3 separate regions of the Hordeum vulgare genome follow, and regions 2 and 3 are each linked to region 1. Evidence: chromatin contacts called from public Hi-C data. All regions are on one chromosome and are shown on one strand. Each heading gives the region's core, a stretch centred on a gene start, on an enhancer-like site or on the middle of the called end of the contact. The rest is flanking DNA. Distances are from core to core; before and after follow the strand shown. Region 1 holds the start of LOC123443132 (protein DJ-1 homolog B-like). Region 2 holds the start of LOC123443134 (protein transport protein SEC13 homolog B-like). Region 3 overlaps LOC123443133 (protein DJ-1 homolog B-like).

Evidence for each region. A called contact is a pair of places that touch in the nucleus more often than the background predicts.
Region 2: a Hi-C map of leaf shows a contact between it and region 1, with 3 times the contacts expected there. The contact joins the promoter of LOC123443134 here to the promoter of LOC123443132 in region 1. A contact is called at or near these places in 3 of 6 Hi-C or Micro-C datasets (leaf and seedling) and 1 of 1 datasets of contacts at active chromatin or transcription factors (embryo).
Region 3: a contact with region 1 is called in a Hi-C map of leaf, with 6 times the contacts expected there. The contact joins the enhancer-like site here to the promoter of LOC123443132 in region 1. A contact is called at or near these places in 4 of 6 Hi-C or Micro-C datasets (leaf and seedling) and 1 of 1 datasets of contacts at active chromatin or transcription factors (embryo).

What each region holds. Positions count from the first base shown.
Region 1 is chr3H:102,074,039-102,076,682 of MorexV3_pseudomolecules_assembly, forward strand. It overlaps LOC123443132 (protein DJ-1 homolog B-like), which reads right to left and starts at 1,305. Exons shown (of 7, transcript XM_045119406.1): 1 at 672-1,305; 2 at 324-473; 3 at 37-219. The coding sequence starts at 980.
Region 2 is chr3H:102,544,362-102,547,005 of MorexV3_pseudomolecules_assembly, forward strand. LOC123443134 (protein transport protein SEC13 homolog B-like) reads left to right here and starts at 1,340. Exons shown (of 2, transcript XM_045119409.1): 1 at 1,340-1,641.
Region 3 is chr3H:102,408,212-102,410,855 of MorexV3_pseudomolecules_assembly, forward strand. It overlaps LOC123443133 (protein DJ-1 homolog B-like), which reads right to left. Exons shown (of 8, transcript XM_045119408.1): 4 at 2,523-2,644; 5 at 2,343-2,417; 6 at 2,034-2,237; 7 at 1,796-1,936; 8 at 1,181-1,733. The coding sequence ends at 1,671. Among protein-coding and RNA genes, the nearest start is that of LOC123443133, 17 kb to the right of the region's middle. Within about 2 kb of position 1,315, at least 2 of the 3 cell types and tissues checked have open chromatin away from gene starts, as enhancers often do. A contact at or near this core is called in leaf, where this site is marked.

The sequences.
Region 1 (2,644 bases), core at 55-2,554:
AGAAGCAGATATAGGGTGCTGCAGTTTATAGCTCACCAAAGGTCCAGCAACCTCCTCCATCTTCTCCTTGTCATATAGCTGCTCCACCAAAGCAAGAGCAAACTCGATTGCTGTTCCTGGACCCTGGCTGGTCACCACATTTCTATCCACCACCACCCTGGAGTTCACAGGGATCACTTCAGAAGTGAACTTCTCCATGAATGACGGGTAGCAAGTCGCCTGAGGTAACAAAGCACGACAGCAATTTGTGAATACAATTCATCTTTCCACCAAGACCACCCTCACAACAGTCAACTGATCATAAACGCTGACGAATTATTCACCTTTAAACCTTTGAGCATGCCCCAATGGGCCAACGTCACCGCGGGCGCAGCGCAAATGGCGCCGTAGAGTTCCCCCTTCTCTGCATGCATCTTGACCATCTTCTCGAGCACTTTACAGTCTCTGAGATTAGTTGATCCCGGCATCCCGCCCTACACCGAATTAAGCAGCAATACCAAATGATCAGGCCATGTGTATCAACATCTTTGAGGTTGCAGCGAGCGAGCGCGAACGCCAATGGAACAGTTAGGCAGGCAGAGTAGGCGGTTGTTGATTGATTCAGGGAAAAGAAAAAGGCTGATTTGGGAGAAGATGTAGATTGTGGTCGGAGAGGGGAGTGGTGGACGCACCGGCAGGGCGATGAGGTCGAAGGCCTCGCCTTCGAGGTCGGCGACGCGGGCGTCGGCGACGAGCTTGACCCCGTAGGCGGCCTCCACGAGGAGGCCCTCGTCCCCGGCCGGCGCGGAGGCGACGGTCGCGACGGTGACCCTTGCGCCAGCTCGGTTGAGGACGTCGGCCGTGGCGGCCGCCTCGACCGGCTCCGTGCCGGCCGCGACCGGCACGAGCACCCGCTTGGCCGGGCGGGCGGCGGCTGCGAAGGCGCGGGAGAGGAGCAGGCGGCGGTAAGAGACGGCCCGCCTCGCCAGCGAGGAGGCCATCGGGAATCCGGCCGGGGATCGCGGGGCGATGATTCTTGCCTTGCTCCGCGGAAAGGTGGTGCGATGCCGAGGCGAGAGTGGGATCCTCGCCTTCTTGGCTCGCTTTGTTTTCTTCCGAGTAGTTGGGGCTGCTGCGACTGCGAGTAGCCTTGATTCCCGTTCTCTTCACCCTTTTTGAGAGGATTGATTCCCGTTCTTGAGCGTGCTGAGTGCTGACTTGCCGTCGCTTTTTCTAGATGGAAATGCGGTTGCCGTCGTGTGTGTCAGCGAGTCTTCTTCGGTCGCCGTCGGTTTTGCTGGATAGAGTAGCGGTAGTGGATCATGCGCTGTACTCGGTTGGTGGTATGCTTCTTCTACTTCTTGTCGTGCAATTTCTGTTTGTGGATAACAAAAAAACAATGAGTGACTCCTGTTGGGGCAAGGAACATGCGAGTCTGGACTGAGAAGGAAGGTTCAAGAAAACCCGGTATTTATGTATTTTTGAGATGTAAAAACGTTAGATGTATAATTTGCATCATTTTTAAAAATGTTTTTACATGACACTCATTTTCAATACTAGATAATATATAATTAATGAAAAACAATTAGAATCAATGGATGAAAACAACGAGATGTAAGTATCTTTCCACGATTGACACGTGTTCCTGGATGGTTCCATGCGCCGCTTCCCCATCTCCGTCTTATCCACCCACACAAGGCACATCCACACATTTTTCTTCCCCACTGTTGCGGCTGTGCGTTGTCTTCCTCGCGCTCGCATCCCTCCCTGTAGATCCCTGTCTCTCTCGTGTGCTCAATGCCATGGTTGCACTTTCTTATCTGTATCCCAGAGCTCTCTTCTCTTCTTATCCTCTTCCTCCCGGGCGACGAACCGATGTTGTTGCAGGGGCACCACCGTGCTGCCATGAATTGAGGAAAAGCGTGACCACAATATGCCATGGACGTCGGAACTAGTGCCGCTGCGACGGGAAGCATCTACGGATGGCCGTCCGAGCTGTGATTTGTGCATCACGCGTGGCTCCCTGAGCTGCAATGGAGTGCGCGTCGTTACGATGGTGACCACGGGGAGTGGCCAACGGGGGCACTGCAAGTCCGACGATATTGCTTTGAAGCTGTCGCCGGGCCACCGGAAGCATAGCCGACGCTGAAATGAAGTTTCGTCGGAGTTGCAATGGAGCAATGCCGGGCGTCCGAAAGCATAGTCGGAGCTGCAATGAAGCTTCGCCGGAGTTGCAATGGAGTTTTGCCGAGCGTCGTCGATGCTGCATTGGATCTTCACCGAGGTTGCAATGAAACTTCGTCGGACGCTGTCGGTGTTGCGTTGGAGCTACGGCCGCGTGCGCACTGTTGCAATGGAGCTTTACGGGGTGCCAGCCGCGCTGCATTGAAGCTGCCGCTCGCCCTGCTCCTGCAGTTGCATGGCTGCATCTAACGGCCACCAACACACTGATCTGACGGCTCGCTAGACGGATGATTTTCTAGAGAAATCATCCGGCTGATTTGTAGCAGCCGTCGTAATTAATCATGTAAAACTAGTGCTTGGATAGCTGATGTAAAACGAGTGCACGACAATAGGGCTACAACGGGAGTACAAAAGCATTTCAGCCACACTCTAGCCGCATAATTTTAAATAAAATACATTCCAAATTAGAACAATACTTCTC
Region 2 (2,644 bases), core at 90-2,589, 470 kb after region 1:
CCTCACTGTCACGCTCGTCGTACGCCGGCAGGGCAGCTAGCTACTCTGTGCGCGCCGCGACTCCCTTCGCCGACCATCTCCTTCGTCGACGTCCGCAAGCTGTTCGACAGTTTGCCAAGGTACAAAATGGACTCCGCCGACGAGTTCTTTTTTCACAATTTCCTTTGCGACTCCACCGATTCGTCGTCCGATGACGAGGAGGAGATATTGGCTACCGTGTTGGTCCATCACCACCTCAATAGCCAGCGGCCATTGTTCTGTGGCTCCATTCCGGGCCACCTTCCTGCGTTGAATCGCAACCGAGAGAGTGGGCATCTCCTTCTTTGGAAGGACTAATTACGCCGTCGTTTCCGTATGAGTAGACATCTTTTCAACCGTATTAGAGAGGGGGTGGTCGGCTACGATGACTATTTCGAGTGCAAAGAAGATGCCGTTGGAAAGATTGGTTTCTCCTCTTATCAGAAATGCACTGCCGCCATCCGAATGCTTGCATACGGAGTGCCCGGTGATCTCATTGATGAGTACGTCCGTAGTAGCGAGTCTACATGCCTAGAGTCCGTGTATAAGTTCTGCAAGACTGTTATTGCTGTGTTTGGCCCTGAGTACTTGGGAGAGCCGACTCCTGAAGATACATCCCGTTTGTTGACGATGAATGCGAGCAGGGACTTCCCAGGGATGCTTGGCAGCATAGACTGCATGTAGTGGGAGTGGAAGAACTGCCCTTCTACTTGGCAAGGGCAGTATAAGGGCCATGTCAGGATTTTAACATTTTAGGCCGCTATTTGGGCCGATTTCGGCTTGTTCGGCTATTATTTGGGCCGATTTTGATATTTTGGGCTGTTTTGTGGTTAATATTAACTTATTGGGCTTTATTTTTATCTCACACACATATATATAATAAAAATACAAAATAAAAATGTTAAACGGGCCGTGTCGTGCTGGCCCGCGTGCCCAGCCTCCAGGCCCAGACACGACCCGAGACGTGCCGCGTGACTGACACAACTCGTTTAAATCGTGTCGGGCCCGGCCCGTGTCGTGCCTGGCCTGCGGGCAGTCGGGCCGGCCCGTCAGGCATGGCCCGTTTGGCCAGGTATGGCCCAAAGTATGCCTATGGTTTTGTTCGGTTTCAATGAAAATGAGAGAAATTGATATGGATTGACAAAAATTAAATACCATCTAGTACAAATTTCACCCCATTTCCCTTCAATCCAATTCAATCCACTTGGACAGCCGAACAAGGCCTACCAGAGAAATCAGCCGCGGAGGTGCGTGGCTCTTCTAACATACCCCTGAAGTTCGGCTGAAATTACCCACCTTTGCCATCCAATCGATCCACAGGATCAGGCCCGATTCACCCAGCTCGACAGATCTCACGCTCGTTTCCTCCTTCTCTGGCGATTAGGGTACCCCACGCCGCCGCCAGGTGCTTGTCGTCACGGCCGGTGCGCCGCCGGCGCCGCCGGCGCCTCCGCCCCCGCCCCCATCCGCTGCCGTGATCCCCGTCCGCGCGCCGCCGGCCGCTGGCCTCTGACCTCCTCGCGCCGTGGACCTCGCGCCCCTCCTCGCGCCGTGGATCTCGCGCCGCCGGCCGCTCTCCTCCGACCTCCTCGCGCCGCCGCCGGCTCTTGTTCTCTCAGGCAGGTGAGCCCCGTGATCCCCGTCGAGCCCTGCCTCCCTTCTCCTCTTTACTGCTGGTCATGCTCTGCTGCTGGTGGTGGACTGGTGGTCATGCCCTCTTATTTGGCAGAAATATGTGCATTAACAAGTGTTTGGCAGAAATATGTGCATTAACAAGTGTTTGGTAATTAGCTTATTTTCTTGAAACCTTTATTCTGCAATATGTGCATTAGCAAGTGTTTGGTAATGCACTGATGTATTGACGAGTGATGAAATATTTGGGTTCAATCGCTAGTTCATTCTGCAAAAAGTTGTGTGCTACATATTGATCCTTATAAAAATATGGTGTTGCTTATGTCAAAAAAACTGTTGATAATTATTCAATTAGGTCTTATTAATTTTCTAATTCAATATGTAATGTCATAATTATCATTAAACAACGTGCAACCAATCTCTCAGCTCTTAGGGATATTTCAGACATTTATCTCCACAGTCACACCTCATACAGCAAATATGACGATTACTAACTCACTGCGCGCGCAGCGGCAATCCTCTCCGCACGCGCTCCTCTGGATCCACGCCGGCTGGCCCACCAAGGCCCATGTCAGAAATCGTTTTCTCTCCTGCTATACTTTGAAAATGCCATCACTTTACCCCTACGGCCCTACAGTCGGTGCCCACTTTATCCCCTACTCCCCCGTGAAGCTCCTCTTCTCTCCTCCCATTAATCAGATTTGGATCAGGCCACCAGCGCTGCCTCTCCCTTTGCCTCCTCCGTCCACTTCTCAGGTGTGCTCCTCCACCAGTGCGTCCGTCTCCTCTGTCCCTCGTCCTCTGCTTCAAGGAGTGTAGGCGGCTGTGCTTGCTAGAGCGGGTCTTGCCCATGGATTCGTAGATTAAGGGCCTGTTTGGGACTGCTTCAATTCACCAAAATTAGCTTCACTTTATCAAATTCATTTTGAAGCAGTTTCATACAGAAGCTATAGCACTATCAAGAGAATGTTTGGCTTCTATCTAGCTCCAGCTT
Region 3 (2,644 bases), core at 65-2,564, 330 kb after region 1:
GCATCTTAGGGGATTCTTCTCACAATTCCTAGCAAATCCATTCATTGAACTTTCCTATAAAATACTTCATAGGATAATTAGTCCACTAAAATATATGTTGTTAATTACCAAACCATCTAGGAAGAAGTTATGCTTTCGATGGTGTGGGCGCTACGTACGAACTCATACAACGCAGCGCTCCTCTTTCAAGAAGCCTAGATTCTCCACGAGCATGACTGCAACGACCTCCTTGTTCGCTTACTTGCCAACAACCTGGACCTCCACGAATCGATGGTGCTCGAAGAGCTGCAGATTGTACCGATGCTCCTCCTGCAACATTGGGATCCGGTGATACATGCTCCTTCAGTTGCGTCTCCACCATGATAGGTTGTACTGCGCCTCCGCTTGTTGTAGGGTGAACTCGACAATCAGTGTGGGCGCCTGCTCCTCCTCCTCCTTAATCGTCGTGTCCTCCTCGTCCAAGCTCTCCTCCTCTAAAGAGCTCACAGACTCCGATGTAATGCAAGCCGCGCGTCGGGCACGCCATGCGTCCACCTTGATCGCAATTTCATGGCGGTTCTGCGAGAAAAGGGTCTTCCACCACCCACGCCGGGTCCCGTCCATTTCTCGCAGAGGTCAAAGGAAGAAGGGAAGAGGTGACGCCTCAACGACTCGAACAGAGGGAAAAGAGTCTCGAAGATGGTGTGGTTTGTGTTGTGGCCGACGATTTTTAGATGGTATTGAGCATGTAGAACGATGACTTGAATGCGTTCCACGAGAGTTGGCTTCTCATTTGTCGTGCCAGTGTGAATGCCAAGCAGACATACATACGCCACTTGAATTTCGTAGGAAGTTGTCCTGTCGGCCTGCCTGGACACGTCCGCTCTGAACCGGCATTAACGCGACGGGAGTGACGGCCCAAAGCATCTTTCTCGATCGCCACACCGGTGTGAATGCCTCGCTATTCGGCTGGTATGCGGCAGCGACCGACTGCTCTGAATAGGCATGAATGCGACACGAAAAGCGGAATGATAGTTGGAACGGAATGAGAGGGAGGAAGAGGGTAGGATGCCGGAGGTCCGGACTGTCGGAAACTTTCCAACCATGTTTGGTGTTTGTTGGATTTGAGACATCCAGACCGATCGACGAAAGTTGGGTGCACGATGTTGAATGACCCAGAGCCCAGAGTGTCCAAACGACGTGATGCAAACGTTTAGGGGCGATTTGATGCATGGGCACACATTTGCCTCGTCGGAACCATCACCTCGTGGCCGCCGTTGCCCCGGCAGCAAAACACAACACAGTACGGGTGTGGCGTAGTTCTCCTCTATGTTCGGACTTCGGAGTCGCTCTCAGTGGAGGCTACAGTCCTGATGACATGTTAAATGTAAAAGTGACCGTGAACAGTGCGAATGAACGGGACTTAATTTGATGATGACCAGTGACCACCACTGTTGTCGGCTGTTATTGTCGGGATGATCAGGCGAGCCAGCGCGGCAACAGCTTGTGTTGTGAAGCTCCACCACACGGCCACGGGGGGTCAGGCCAAGAAGAGCAGGCCTTCCGCCAGTCGCCGCGCCTCGTCGCGGCCCAGCATCTTATCGACGACGGCCACCGCGTACTCCATGGCGGTGCCGGGGCTCCTGCTCGTGATCACGTTCCCGTCAACCACCACCCTGTTCTCGCACTCGCTATCGTCGGCGAGCAGCCCGGCCATGGATGCGCACGTCGTCGCCTTCCTGCCCTGCAGCATCCTGCCGAAGCGTCAGCGCGCGGTGAGCGGGTTGGAGTACTGGCTAGCTCGATCAGCGCATACCTTGAGCAGGCCATGGGGCTCGAGCACATGGGCGGTGGCGGCGCCGATGGCGCCGTACGGCTTGTTCGCTTCCGCATGCTTCTTCAGCAGAGTGACGAGCTGCTCACAGCGGCCCAGCGTCTTCGCGCCCGGCAGGCCGCCCTGTTTGATCAAAGAAACGGAGGCCAATCAGTCGATCAGTGGCTACCAGCGTACGTATGTGCACTAGGACGATCTGAAGTTCTTGCATGCCACTCGCCGGCACGATGATCAGATCGAACGGCGCCCGATCGGCGGCCTCGTCCAGCATCACGTCGGCCACGATTCTCGTCCCGTATCGCGCGGTGACATCGAAGCCGTCCTCGACGGACGCGACAATGACGTCCGCGTTGGCTCTGCGCAGCGCGTCCACGATTGTTATTGCCTCCATCTCCTCGCTGCCGTTGGCTAGTGGAAGAAGAACCTGAAGATCCAAGAATCGGAGGCGATGGGTCTAAGAGAAGTTCATGATCCAGGAGTGAAATATCAGAATACCAGTACTGCCTGCGCGCTTTGCAGAGTACCTGACCTTGGGTGTGCCGCTGCAGTGCCACTGGACCGAGTTGAGTTCTTTCATGCTGTACCCACCTTCGTATCTCACAAGCTAAACAACAACAAAAAACATAGCAGAATATGGTAGTGCAGCTGATGAGAAAAGTGCTGCCACCTCGCAATTTGAGGAGACAATCGAGTTGATAAGAAAGCGCACCATTAGTTTAGTGATCTGCTCGACCTTCTCCTTCCCGTAGAGCTGTTCCACCAAAGCCAGCGCAAACTCCATCGACGTCGCCGGCCCCGTGCCCGTCACGGCGTTGCCGTCCACCACCACGT